Regions from separate parts of the Anas platyrhynchos genome. Here regions 2 and 3 are each linked to region 1. Evidence: chromatin contacts called from public Hi-C data. All regions are on one chromosome and are shown on one strand. Each heading gives the region's core, a stretch centred on a gene start, on an enhancer-like site or on the middle of the called end of the contact. The rest is flanking DNA. Distances are from core to core; before and after follow the strand shown.

Evidence for each region. A called contact is a pair of places that touch in the nucleus more often than the background predicts.
Region 2: a contact with region 1 is called in a Hi-C map of subcutaneous adipose tissue, with 1.8 times the contacts expected there. The contact joins the promoter of GAPDH here to the promoter of PTMS in region 1. A contact is called at or near these places in 2 of 8 Hi-C or Micro-C datasets (skeletal muscle and subcutaneous adipose tissue).
Region 3: a Hi-C map of subcutaneous adipose tissue shows a contact between it and region 1, with 1.6 times the contacts expected there. The contact joins the enhancer-like site here to the promoter of PTMS in region 1.

What each region holds. Positions count from the first base shown.
Region 1 is chr1:82,451,387-82,455,671 of IASCAAS_PekinDuck_T2T, reverse strand. PTMS (parathymosin) reads left to right here and starts at 1,727. Exons shown (of 5, transcript XM_027449778.3): 1 at 1,727-2,175; 2 at 2,644-2,715; 3 at 3,421-3,502; 4 at 3,664-3,728; 5 at 4,254-4,285. The coding sequence starts at 2,128.
Region 2 is chr1:82,655,026-82,659,310 of IASCAAS_PekinDuck_T2T, reverse strand. GAPDH (glyceraldehyde-3-phosphate dehydrogenase) reads left to right here and starts at 2,460. Exons shown (of 12, transcript XM_038180584.2): 1 at 2,460-2,558; 2 at 2,910-2,963; 3 at 3,601-3,700; 4 at 4,018-4,124; 5 at 4,210-4,285. The coding sequence starts at 2,941.
Region 3 is chr1:82,592,532-82,596,816 of IASCAAS_PekinDuck_T2T, reverse strand. No RefSeq gene overlaps it. Among named protein-coding and RNA genes, the nearest start is that of CHD4, 7.4 kb to the left of the region's middle. Within about 2 kb of position 2,111, at least 2 of the 8 cell types and tissues checked have an H3K27ac peak or open chromatin away from gene starts, as enhancers often do. A contact at or near this core is called in subcutaneous adipose tissue, where this site is marked.

The DNA of each region.
Region 1 (4,285 bases), core at 478-2,977:
CGCAGAAATAAACAGCCACGTGGCCACGTATGAAGACATACATGCGAACCTAAAACACATCTGTAGAAAAATACCATACTTTTATTACATACATACTGTACATACGTACATACTATAAACTCACAAAAGTAAGTGCATGTGAAGACAGAGAAAACACCACCACGGCACACAAATGTGTGTACAGATGCACACACCTATGTAAACGCAAAGCACAAACAGCACGCACCATAAAAATTTTAATTTATTGTACAGGGAAAATAACATTCATATTGTTCTCCGGGCTGCAGACATGCATACTGTCGATATTCCCAAACAACTACGTATCGTGTGACTTCTGTACCTCCTTCATCTTGTCTAAGGGCGTAAGACTCCAAAAAGGATGGAATGAATGTACTCTGCTGAGGTTGCAGAGCAACCTGAAGCACAGATTGGGTCGTGCATCTGCATGCCGCATGCTGAGTATCGTTGCGTACGCAACAACGAAAAATTCAGGCGGGAGAGAGGAGCGGAGAAAAGCCGTGAACCGACCCAGCAGATGAGATGCGGAGCGGTATAAATGTGATGGGAGAAGAGAAGGCACAGGTAGGTGAGGCTGTGAGGGGATGCCCTCGGGAGCTGAGTGAAGCAACCGCGTGCCAGCAGCCTGGAGAGCCCCACCAGCAGGAGCTGAAGCAGAAGCGGGCGTGTTGCAAGGCACGAGGAGGGGTTTACACGGGATGTAAGTGGGCAAACACTAGATACAGGGAAAAACTGGACGGGTGAAAAACGCGAGCGGGTGTCTGAGATAAGGGCAGAAAATCCGGGCTGGCGCAAAGAGCGGCAGAGCCACGGGTCACGCTGCTCCTGACACCCGGCAGCCCAGCTCGTCGATTTGGGGGGCTCCTGGTTTTGGGGTGTAGCTCCAGAAAGTATTAATTTTTGTTGTTGTGGCGGGAAGGAGGGATGAGAGAGGGTGCTTGAACTGAGTCTCAGGGCTTGGATGCGGATAGCTAGACCCAAGAAGCTGGCTAGGAGGGTTTATGAGGTAGGACAGAAAGTAATTAATGTGTTTTTGTTGTTTGTTCTGCGTTAATGTGTGCGTCTGGGATATGTTATGTTTTTTTGGGGGCAGGACGCGCTGTGTGTGGCTCGGAGGGGTGGCTGCGGAGGAGACAACGAGGCTGGGACCAGCCTCACCCCACACCTCAGCCTCATCCTCCTCACACCTCTTCCCCCTCACACCGCCCCTCGGGGGCCGGGCCGGCGGGGCGCGGTGCCGGGGCCGGGCAGCAGGGGGCAGCGCCGGGCGGCCGAGCGGCTCCCAGCGGGCGGCTCCTCCACACGGCCCCGGGGCCGGCCTCCCTCCCAGCACCACCTCCCCGCAACCCCCTCAGCCCGCTGCGCCAACCGTCCCCTCACCCCGCCCCCCCCCCAACCACCGCAGGGCGGCCCGTCAGCCAATGGGAGCCCTGTTGCCAGGCAGACGGCTCATTTGAATAGCCCAATGGGGGCTCCCGCCCCGCCGCCCCTCCTTATATGGGCAAGCGGGAAAAGCAGCCCGCCCCCCCCCCCCCCCCCCCACCGGCCGTTGAGGAGGGACCATGAGGGGAGGAGGGGGGGGGGGGGGGGCGCGAGTGGAAAATTCCAGGCGGGAGCGCGGCACGCGCGCGGCGGGGGGGGCGGGGCCAGGAGGGACCAGGCGGCAGCGCCGCTCCCGCCCCGCCCTGGCACCTCCGGGGCATCTGCGGGCGGGGAGGGGCCGGCAGCAGGCGGCGAGGGCTCCCGTGAGGGGAAGCGGGGGGGGGTGCCTGGGGAGGGGGCCCGCCGCGCATTGTTCTGGCGGCCCCGCTCCGCCGGGCCTCCGCCCTCCGTCCCTCCTCCGCCTCCCGGCCGTCCCCTCTCCCCTCCCTTCGCCAGGTCCCTCCTTTCCCCGTCAGCCGGCGCTGTATAAATCCCCTCCGCCGCCGGGCTCCCCCCCGATCGCGGCAGACCCTTTGAGTACTTTGGCCCGCGGGGCGGGGAGAAGCAGCCGGGACTCCACCGGGACTCGGGAGCCGCCGCCGGGACTCGCCGCTCCTCACCGCGCACCCCCACCCCTTAACCCCCCCTTCCTTCCTTCCTTCCCTCCCTCCCCCCCTCAGCGCCAGCATGTCGGAGAAGCGCGTCGAGGAGGCGCCGGCGGAGCTGAGCGCCAAGGTGAGGCCGCGCCGAGCGCGCACCCCCCCTGCCCCGCGTCCTCCCCCGGCCCGCGCCGGGCGAGGACTGCGGCTCGCCCGCTCCGCGCTCCGGAACCCCCCCCCCCAACACCCCCCCCACTGCGCGCGCGCGGGCGGCCGGCAGGGGGGCGCGCGAGGGCCTCCGCCAATGGGGGGGCTGGGGCGGGGCGGGGCGGGGGGCGCGCGGGAGGCTGCGCGCGCGGCTTGGCGCGGGCGGGAATCGTGGGGGGGGGAGGTGGTGGCGGGAATCTGGGGGAAAGAGCGCCCGCAGCACCCCCCCGTGCACACACACACACACACACACACACACGGGGTGCTGCCGCGCGTGTCCCACGAGCACACCACAAAGCCCAAACCCACCCAAAATGCAACACCAACACCACCTCCTCCCGGCTTTGTGGCTCGGTGCTGAGCGCGCCACGATGGTTTTGTCTCGGTTGGTGTGCAGGAGATGAAGGAGAAGAAGGAGAAGGTGGAGGAGAAGGCGGTGCACAAGGAGAAGAAGAAGGAGGTGGTGGAGGTGAGGGCTGGTGCTGGGCACGGCGCCGGGAGCCCCGGGTCGCTGCGAGCTTGGAACGCCAAGGGAGCGTGGGCGATGCAGGAGGAACGCGTAAAGGAAAGGGGGGGTGAATGAAGAGCCAGCTGGTGGGTAATTGTGGAGAATGAGCCTTGAAGGACTAAGCATCGTCAGCACGGCCCCGTGAGCTGGGAAAGGATCAAAGGGGAGAGCAGAGACAAGTGGGAATCGAGAGGAGGTGACAGGGGATGTGGTCCTGCACCCACTCGGGCATCCTGAGGTCTGTAAGGAACATACGGCTGGAGGGAGGACCAGCAAGGAAAAGCACGGACTGGTGAAAGTCCAAATCAGTGTGATAACGGATGTATTACGAGCACGCCAGGGGGATGCTTGGGTTGCTGGTTTGGGACAGCAGCAGCCTGTCAGGGTGCGAGCTGGTGGGCGTCACAGCTTCGTACTGGTGGGGAGGGACTGGGGGGACTGGTTTTGTAAAGGAGGCAGGGTGGGAGGAGGGTTCTGGCTGCATGGGGCAACTGGGACGGTGGGAAGGATGTTGTCTGAATAACAGTGCAGAGGTCACCCACTTGATGCATGCCTGAGACCGGAGTCTGAAGTGGCTGGAGGTGTGCAGATAATGCTTGCAGCAAGGAACTCGTGGAAATGTTGTCCTGATGCCAATTCCGGCTCTGACCAATTTGCTTAATTAAGGATGAGGAAAATGGAGCTGAAGAGGATGAGGAAGAGAATCCTGAGGATGTGGATGAAGAGGAAGGTGGCGATGAGGATGACGGTACATATAATTAATACAGGGAGAATATGTGGGCGGGTAATCAGGCTGTGGGGAATGAAAGATCGCAAAGGGAAATTCCTCCTCTGCGCCCTCTGACTGAGATTACATTGCCTTGAATGCTACTTCAGTTAACCCGTGATTCCTCTCTTCTTTGTGCTTAGAAGGAGACGAGAATGGGCAAGAGCAGGATGGGCATGCAGAAAAACGATCTGCAGAGGAGGAAGAGGTGAGTGATCGCGTGAGAGTAATGGCACTGAGAAGTTTGAGGTTGCCAGCTCTGTGCTGATGAAATCCATGTGGATGCTGTTGCTGAGTGTCTCGAATCAGCCTCAGGTCTCATTGCTGCTTCGGCAGCAGATGGGTCAACAAATCTGATGTGGCAGGGGGACAACAGAACTTGGTGGGCTTGTTGTAGGGTCGAGGTCCAGTTAAGGTGCTGGATGATGACCCCTCAAAGACCTGTGATTGCTGGGCTTCCGGCCAGAAGATGGATTTGTAGGGGTGGATCTCGGGGTCTGTAAGAAGGAATGTGCAGGTATTCCTGCAAATGGAGCTGTCCACGTCTTAACTGTGCCACTAACAGAACAGTTGTTAGGCACTCAAAGATGTTTTAAAGAGGAGTGGGTTTAGTGTGGGCCAGGCAGAGATTTCCATACGGAGAAAAGAACAGCAGTAACAGTTTTGTGGAGAAATTCTGTGTCGTGGTATAACTGGCAGTAACTCCTTTTTTCCTTCTCTTTGTGATGCGCAGGATGAAGTGGATCCAAAGAGACAGAAGACAGA
Region 2 (4,285 bases), core at 1,211-3,710, 200 kb before region 1:
AATCCACGCAGGCCGAAGAAGAGAACACAAAGGAGGAGGGATCCAGCTCGGGACCCCAGCTGCTCTCCTCCACCCTCCCGTTCCTCCCGTCTGGGGCCAGAGCTGCCCGCGCCCCGCTCTGGCGCAAGACCCTCACCAGTCGCAAGTGGGCACTCCCTGGAGACTGGGCCTGGAAGGCCGTGCCCAGGGGCTGCTTTGGGCTGAAACTGGACCGGATTGGGACCTTCAGTGGTTTGGGGTGTTAGGCCTGCAGGGACCTGGAGGTGAGCGGGCTGGCGGTGAGGGGTCAGCAAATGTAAGGGGAGACCTCAGGGCATGAATTGCGGGGAGGGCGCGGAGTGAGGGGGGGAAAGCTGGCCCCAGGGTGGGTTGTGGGGCAAAATGAGCTGAGTGCTGGTGGGGTGAACGCAATGAGGGTGGACATGGCAGTGCTGCGTGGGGGACGTGGGGCACAGCCGCTGCCTGGCTGCTGGGCAGCTCACCGGCCATGCCTGTCCGCAGGTGGAGAAGGAGCCTTCGGAGGAGCAGCTCGGGACCAGAGGGGAAGGAGCACGGCAAGGCAGCGGCTGCAGCCCTGAAGGCCGGGAGTGCGGAGGAGCCGCACGGCGCTCCTGCTGCCCGCTCCCCGCGCGTGAGGACTCGCTAATTAAACACAGCTAATTAACCGCCGTGTCTGGGCTCAGCGGCACCCCGCGAGAGGAACCCCGCTCAGCCCTAAGGGTTGTGCTTTTTTTTGGGAGGGGGGGGGACCACGGCACCTCCTCGCCCACCGGGAGGTGGCGGCAGAGCCCGCGGCACGGCCCCGGCCCCAGCCCCAGCCCCAGCCCCAGCCCCGGTGGCGGCGCGGCCCCCAGGCGCGGGGCCATTTTGGGCGCCCGCCGCCATTCCGGGTGGGCCGGGCGGCACGCAGCGGGCCGGGGCCGGGGCCGGGGCTGCGGGGCCGCTGCCAGGAGGCTGAAATATCGATCGTGGGCCCCGCTCGGGGGCAACGGGGCCGCTGCGTTGGCTCATCCCGCCCGCACTCTGCCCCCCTGCGCGGGGAGCTGGGCTGCCCGAGTGTTTGCTGAGCAAACACGGCGCCTCCCGTGCCTGCTGGGGGTGCCCGGGCAGCTCCCCCCGACCCCGCGGCCGGCTGCTGTGCAAGGGGTGCAGGGGGGGGTGCAGGGGGGATGCAGGGGGGGTCCCCCCCGCCGAGGGATCGCGCCCCTTGCAGCTATCCCGCAGCAGCTCTTCCCCCCTGGCCTTTAAGAAAAGGTCGTAACCTCGGCCGGGGCTAAACTTAGCCGCCTGCCCCTCGGTGCACCGGGAATAGCAGCTGTATAAGGAGAGTTGGGTTACGTACGAGATGTGTGACCCCTTGCTAGGCACCCACCCCCCCTACTCTTCCCTCGAGCGTAGCTGGAGTCCTGCTTGGCTGAGCCAATTCGGCCCTCCACATCTGCAAGCCAACATCCCATGCCTTCCCAAACCTTTTTCCTTGCCCCCCCATCTCCTCTCAGGCACCATGTTCCAGGTGCCTGCTCCCTGGGCACCCCCCTCCCAAGGGATGGAGGCTTTCGAGCCTAGCGTGGGTCTGTCCCACAGAGCCCCGGCTTGGGCTGCACCAGCCCTGTTGCTTCCCAGCGGCGCACGCCGAGCCAGCACGGCACAGCTTGGAGAGCCTCTCCAGCACGTGGGGTGCCAGTAGGGCCACGGTGGCTGTCACGCGGGGAGCACTCCCTTTTCACACACCCCAAACCCAGCCGGCCGGCAAAAGGCGGGCCAAGGTGGTGGCGGCACGCCGTAAGCTCTCCCGGGGCGATGGGCAGGATTTCCGCCGTCACGTCCCGCGGGTAGCAGCAGCAGCAGCAGCGCCGCAGTTCCTCATTACCATGGTCCTCACGCTGTGTGCCGCGCTGCCTGCTGGGCAGGCAGCCGCATTCAGAGCATGGCCTGGCTAAAACCACGCAGGGGGGACAGAGAAAGGGTTGGGGGGCCCTCAGAGTGGGGACTAGCAGCCATCCTTATTCATGTTGTGATGGCAAGGAGCAGGCATGGCGACCTGCTTCTCCCTCGGTGCGGGAGGCTTGGGGGACCCACTGCTGCCATGTGCCCAAGCAGGGGGAGCGAAGCAGGCAGCAGCCCAGCACAACCCTCTCCTTTGTTGCCCATCTACCACGAGGATCCCCCCCCCATTCCCCATGCTGTGTGCAGGGAGCCCCCAAGTGCCAACCCCCTGTCCCTATCCCCACCACCACCACCACGAGGGGCTTTGTCCGCCCCGCCACACACACAGCTCCCCCCCCCCATCACACCACACATGGCGTTGGAGACCCTGGCCCCATTCCTCCTCCCCCCATCGCTATTTTTTTTTTTTTTTGGGGGGGGGGGGTCCCTTTGTTGCGGGGGCCGCCGGCTGGGCGCACGTAGCCCCGGCCCGGCCCCTGCGCTGCCATTCGGCGGCGGCCGAGCGGGGCGGAGCGGGGCGGGGGGGGCGCAGCCTCGGCGGCTATAAAGGGCGGCGGAGGGGCCCCCGGCCACCTCCTCACTGCGCGCCAGGCACCGAGCGGAGGCAGCCGGTAACGGGATGGGGCTGGGTTTGGGGGCGGGGGGCTGTGGGTTTTGGGGGGAGGGGGGGGGTTGGGGAGCGGGGTGAGGGAGGAGGAGGAGGGGAGGGGCACAGTGCAGCCCCGCTGGGGGATGGGGAGGAGGGTGAGGGGCTGGGGGTGGGGGGGCACAAAGGCACAAAATGGAGGCGGTGGGGAAGGGGGGGGGGTTGGAGGGGGTTGGGGGCGGGATCAGAACGTGCGGTGGGGGGGGAGTCGTTAATAGGGTGGGGGGGCGTTAATAGGGGTTGGGGGGGCGTTGAGGGGGCGGCGGATCGCGGGGTGCGGAGTCCCGAGGGCTGACGGCTGGTTTTGTCCCCGCAGGAACATCTCTCCCCCACCCCCCCGAGACAAGATGGTGAAAGTCGGAGTCAACGGGTGAGCGCCAGGGCCGGGCGCTGCGGCACCGGGAGGCGCCCGGCGGGGCGGGGATGTGCATGGAGGACAGAGGGGGGGTAGGGGGAGGAGGATGGGGCAAGGTCGGCTGAAGGACGCGGGGATGAGGTTTGGGGATGGGGTTTGGGGGGGATTGGGGGTGCTGCATGGGGACCCCTGCACCCCGGGTAACGGCCCCGCAGAGGGCGGGGTGCTGAGTCACTTCCCTGCAGGGACGTGGGGTGAGTCACCCAGGAAGGACCGGCGCTGTCGGCGCGGCCCCGTCTCCATTTTGGGGTCCCCCGCGCCCCACTGCGGGCTGTGGGGATGGTGGCTCCCCAGGGAAAGGTCGCCAGGTGGATCGTGTGTCGGCAGCGCCCCGGGAATGTGACCTTCTCCCACCCTGCTGAGGAGTAACCGGATCCCCCGGGGCTTTCAGTAAATTTAGCGCCTGACCTTTCTGGCGGGGTTGCTCCGGCTGGGGGTCGCTCTTAATTTTTAACCGTGGCTCCTTGGCCTTTGGACGCTGCTGTTGGACTCCCTCCTGCCCTTCCGGGCAGGGAGCGGTGGATGTTCTTCCATGCCCAGTCAGGCATGTTGCTTGCTGCTCCTCCTCATCTGCATCTCTTTTTCTCCCCAGATTTGGCCGTATTGGGCGCCTGGTCACCAGGGCTGCCATCCTGTCTGGCAAAGTCCAAGTGGTAGCCATCAATGATCCCTTCATTGATCTGAACTACATGGTGAGTTGCCTTGGAGTGCCCCCTCTGGGCACTATGTGTACCTTGCCTCTCATGGAAATAGCACAATGGGGCAAGAGGCTCCCCTAGCTCTGTTCTAGCTGCTCCCCATGGCAACTACATGTCAGGCTGGAGATGGATTAAGGGGCAAATGAGACATAGTAGTGTAGGCTAGGGAGATACGGCAGAGCCAAGTACAGAATCTCAGTTGGACAAGGTCACTGAGAAGGTGGAGAGCTGAGATTGTGGCATAGGCAGAGCAAGGGGTGGGGAGATTGCAGCCAGGATGTCTGACCTTCCTTCCCCGTTCTCCCTGCTAGGTTTACATGTTCAAATATGACTCTACTCATGGCCACTTCCGGGGCACTGTCAAGGCTGAGAATGGGAAACTTGTGATTAACGGGAATGCCATCACCATCTTCCAGGAGTAAGTATTTTTCTCTGCTTGCCTCTTCGGAGAATAAAAGAAATCAGTCTTGTAGAACAGCTCTCAAGATTTCATCTATCCTCAGGCGCGACCCCAGCAACATCAAGTGGGCAGATGCTGGTGCTGAATACGTTGTGGAGTCCACCGGTGTCTTCACCACC
Region 3 (4,285 bases), core at 862-3,361, 140 kb before region 1:
GACTTATGTTGCAAGTTTTTAACTTAAAAAAAAAAAAAAAAAAAGGAGGTATTGGGGATCAATGCCTTTATTATTTTGCACGAACGGTCTGGGGTCCTGGCTGGAAGGGCTGGCTATTTTTTTTCTTTCCTTCGTGAGCAGAGGCTCCAACTTGGTGTCCGCGACCCCTGTGGGGTTTTTTGTCCCCATCCCGTCCCCGCACCCAGGCTGTGCCCCCCACCCCCCGGCCAGGTCCCCCCCCCCCCTGCAGCCCTCCTGGGCAGCCCCACCCTGCGGCGCCGGGCACATCCATCCCATAATAGTCCACAAAGGCGAGTCCATCCCATAATAGCCACCCACGGGAAATGCTCCATGGCAACCGCCCCCCCCCACCCCCGCACCGTGGAGCAGCCATCCCATAATAACCCTCCCGCCGGCTTTATTGGCTACGACTTGGTGGGAGGCTGGGGAGGGGGAGCCGGGGCGAGGGGCCCTGTGCGGGACGGGACAGGGACACGGGGACATCGGGAGGGAGCCGGGATAAAGGGGGGGGGGGGGGGTCCTGGTGGGCACCCCACGAACCGCAGCTCTGGCTGCAGCCCCCCCGCCCTGGGCTGCACCGACATCCCATAATAGCATCCCCCCCCCCCCCCCCCTCCTCCTTCTCCTTCTCTTTCCCCCTCCATCCCATAATATTTCCCAGGGAGGCAGTAGGTACGGCGGCATCCCATAATAGCTGCCCGGTCACACGCGCTGGGAATTGTGCCATCCCATAATACTCCGCTCGCTCTGGCTGCAGAGGGCCCTGCCATCCCATAATAAGCCTCCTGCTTCCCCCTCCCTCCCCGCCGCCGCCTCATGGGGCACCCCCATCCCATAATACTTCCCCCCCCCACCCAGCCGCAGAAGGGCTGCCCATCCCATAATACTCCCTTGCCACCCACCTGCCCCCCTCCGGTGGCGGAAGGCCTCGCCATCCCATAATAGTCGCGGGCTCTCCCTTTCCCTCCCCACCCCCCCCCCTTCTCACCACCCGCCCGGCGCACAAGGCCCTCGCCATCCCATAATACCCACCGCCTGCCCTCTTCCCTCCCCTTCTCTCTCTCTTTTCCCTCTTCCCCATCGCCAACTCGGGGCCCCCGCCATCCCATAACAGCAGCCGCACGACCCCGCTGCCTGGTCCCCAGCCCCGTATCACGGCACCCTCCCTCCGAAGCCACCCGCTCTGTGTCCCCACGCGGTGCCGCGGTGGGCGCACCGGGTTTGGACGGGCCCTCCATACGCCGCTCCTCGGCGCGGTCATGACCGTCTCTGGGCTTTGCTCACCTCTGCCTCCGCGCCTCCCTTGTGCCTAAAGTTCGCTATCGGCTCCTCGCCGTAGCGTGGTTGAGGGCTCGGTGGCCGTGGTGGTGGTGGCGGCTGCGTTGGCTGCCCCGGCCGTGTGAGCGCAGCTCAGCACCCGCAAAATGCGTTTATGTTTTGGTAAAGCGAAAGTCTCCGAACAGCTAGAGGCGCGGAATAGTGAAATGTAAAAGGTTTGCGTTCAGGGAAACGCCAACAAAATGCCATTTCCCACACCCTGCATGGAGACTCCAGAATAACAGTAGATTACGAGTATCTATTGGGCTCGGAAACAGTAACAGGCGGTGGCAGCGCAGCCAGATGTTTCCTTTGTGGTGAGGGCCACAAACACAGCCAAGGTGCCTGCGCTCGTCCCATCGGGTCCTCGCGCAACAAGCGCAGGGATTAGGCTCTGGAGCAGCAGCAGCGAGTTTCGAACCCAGAGCAAGGAATGGCAGGAAAGATCCTGCTCTCCCTGCCAAAACCCCACCGCCGCTGCTCCAGGTGAAGCCGGACGGCCAGGAGCGCGCGCACGGCCCTCCGCCCGCCAGCGGCACACGGCAGCGCAAGGCATCGAGGTGTGGTCCCTTTGTCTGGTGGCTTTCTGGCGGCGGCCGCGGGAGCCCCCCTGGCAAACTCGGTGCTTTACAGAGTCCCCCTGTGGCAGCTCGCTTAGCGCAGAAAGCATCTGCAGGGGAGGGAGCGCGGCGTGGCGCAGGGTGCAGCCTGCAGAGCACCGTGCGTTTTGCTCTGGCTGTCACGCGTCGGGCCTGCCTGTTTTGCTTCCACGTGATCCTTTGGCACCGGCTAGGAACAAACGGATGAGCAAACACAGCGCTCCGTAGCCTGGAGAAGGAGCTCTGGACTCGGAGCCTGGGAGCACCGAGTCCCTTCGACAACGCCTCCTGCTCACTGCATTTCGTGTTTCTGTGCGCTTTGGTACCCGGTAATAGGTCTCCCCTCGTCAGGAGGACAGCTGTCCTTCACCTCTCTTGTGTAAAAGCTTAGGGGACAAAGGGGTTGATGCCAGGCTGAGCGAACAAGCTAACGCAGAGCTTTGGTTCGCAAGGTGCGACCTGTACCACCTGCACACGGCGCGTTTAGATCAACGTCACATCTCTTCAGCGAAATCCTGTGCGCACCTAGCGCAGGGGAGGAACCTGCACTGTTTCAAGCCTGGCTTTAATTGCGTGGATTTGTGGTTTGGGCACACGCTCACTCAGCAAAAACCCGCTGCTCGTTAGGCGCTCCTGCAACCCTGGCCATCCATTACTGACCTGCTGCAGCAGCAGCTGCTCCTCTCGCAGCTCTGGCGGGCATGCGTGTAATGCTCTGCTCCTGCTCCAGTGCAAAGTCCAGCGTGTCACAGCACACGAGCCGCAGGAGGAGGCCTGAGCTAAGCCGGGTGGTCCGACCCCAGTGCCGATTCTGGGACCCCACAGGGGCACCCCCTGCCTGCGTGCCCTGCCAGTAGTTGTTCCCTCCTCCCCTCTGCATGCCCTCCTTCCTCTCCTCTCCTCCTCTTCAGTGCCCAGAGCAGCTCTCGGGGAGCCAGGCTGCTCCCCTGGGGAGCAGGAGCAATGTTTCTTTAGGGGTAACAGCTACAGCTCGGCACTGTAAGCAGACCCAGGAGGGGCACTGGTGTACCAGGCAGCCAGCCGTGCCAGTCTGCGGGCTGTCACCGTGATTATACTCCACGAGCAGGCGTCTCGTCCTTTAGTGCAAGAACTCACCACGTTTAATTGCACCGATTCAAAACGTTGTGTCTCTGATGAGGCTTACACACACCCACATTTAGCCTACTGCTTTTAAAAATCCACACTTTTAGACGGCTTTTAAGTTGATTGATTTATGCCTATGGTATTGGTAAAATGGACAAACCATTTTATGAAAAACTCCAGTTTTCAGCTTTGCCCCCTTCTCTTTTCAAACAAATATTTCAGCCCTTGCATTTGAAGCAGCTGTTTCTAGCCATCAAGCCTCATTTCTCCATCCCCATCTGCCTCACAGTTCAGACAAAGCTTCTGAGAAGGCATGATCCATGGCAAAGCAAGTGCTGTGTCCCTTCCATGTCAGTCCATAGAGGAGATAAACATTTTTCTTCTGCCAGTTATTCTTAAGCGGCTAGGGACAGAACTGTGACGGATCCCAAAGTGCTAAGTTCAAGCCGCAGGCAGACCAAGAAGAAAGTTAAAAGCAGAGCTGGAGTTAGACTGTCTGGACAGTCCTGTTGTAAAGTGTTCAGTCGCTTATAACTTTTATGATTGGAACTGAAATTTTCCACTCTGGCTGTCTGCCAGAATCTGACCTTTATTATTATTTTTTTTTAATATGGCTTCAGCCTGCACATTTAATCTACTCAAAAAGAAAAGAAAGGAAAAAAAAAAAAAAAAAAAAGCAGAGAGAAGCATTTTGTCTAGGACTATGAGGGAAAGCCACACATTTTCTGCAAGCACTGCTTTGCCCAAGCTGCCAGGGCAAGCACATGTGCTCCGCTGGCTGGTCTGGGCCCAGGTGGGGTGGAGTTGGAGCAAGGGAGCGCAAGGAGGACAGCAAGTCTGGGGACAGGTGATGCTAGAGCTGCTGTGTGGGTTAAGATAGAAGCAGTTACTGGAAAAAGAAGGGGTGGAAAAGGGAGAAAAGAGCCTTGACTGGCTGAATAACATGTCTAGACTGAAAGTCAGAGTATGTGGGATCAATAAAAAAAGACTGTACATGTACTGAAGCAGAGCTTAGAGAGAGGGAAGACTAGGACACACAAACTAGTCTTGGGATCTGCAGAGGAGGCAGGAATAGGGAGAGAGTGAAACAAGGGGAAAATGGGAGCTAAAAGTGTTGGGAAGGGAGTAACAGCACTGGACATAGAGATAGGAAAGAACAAGCTGTGACAGGCGCATGAAGGAGGCAGAGGGCAGGAGGAGCACTCAGATTAACTGGGCAAAGAGTTTTGAGATGGAAGGGCGGG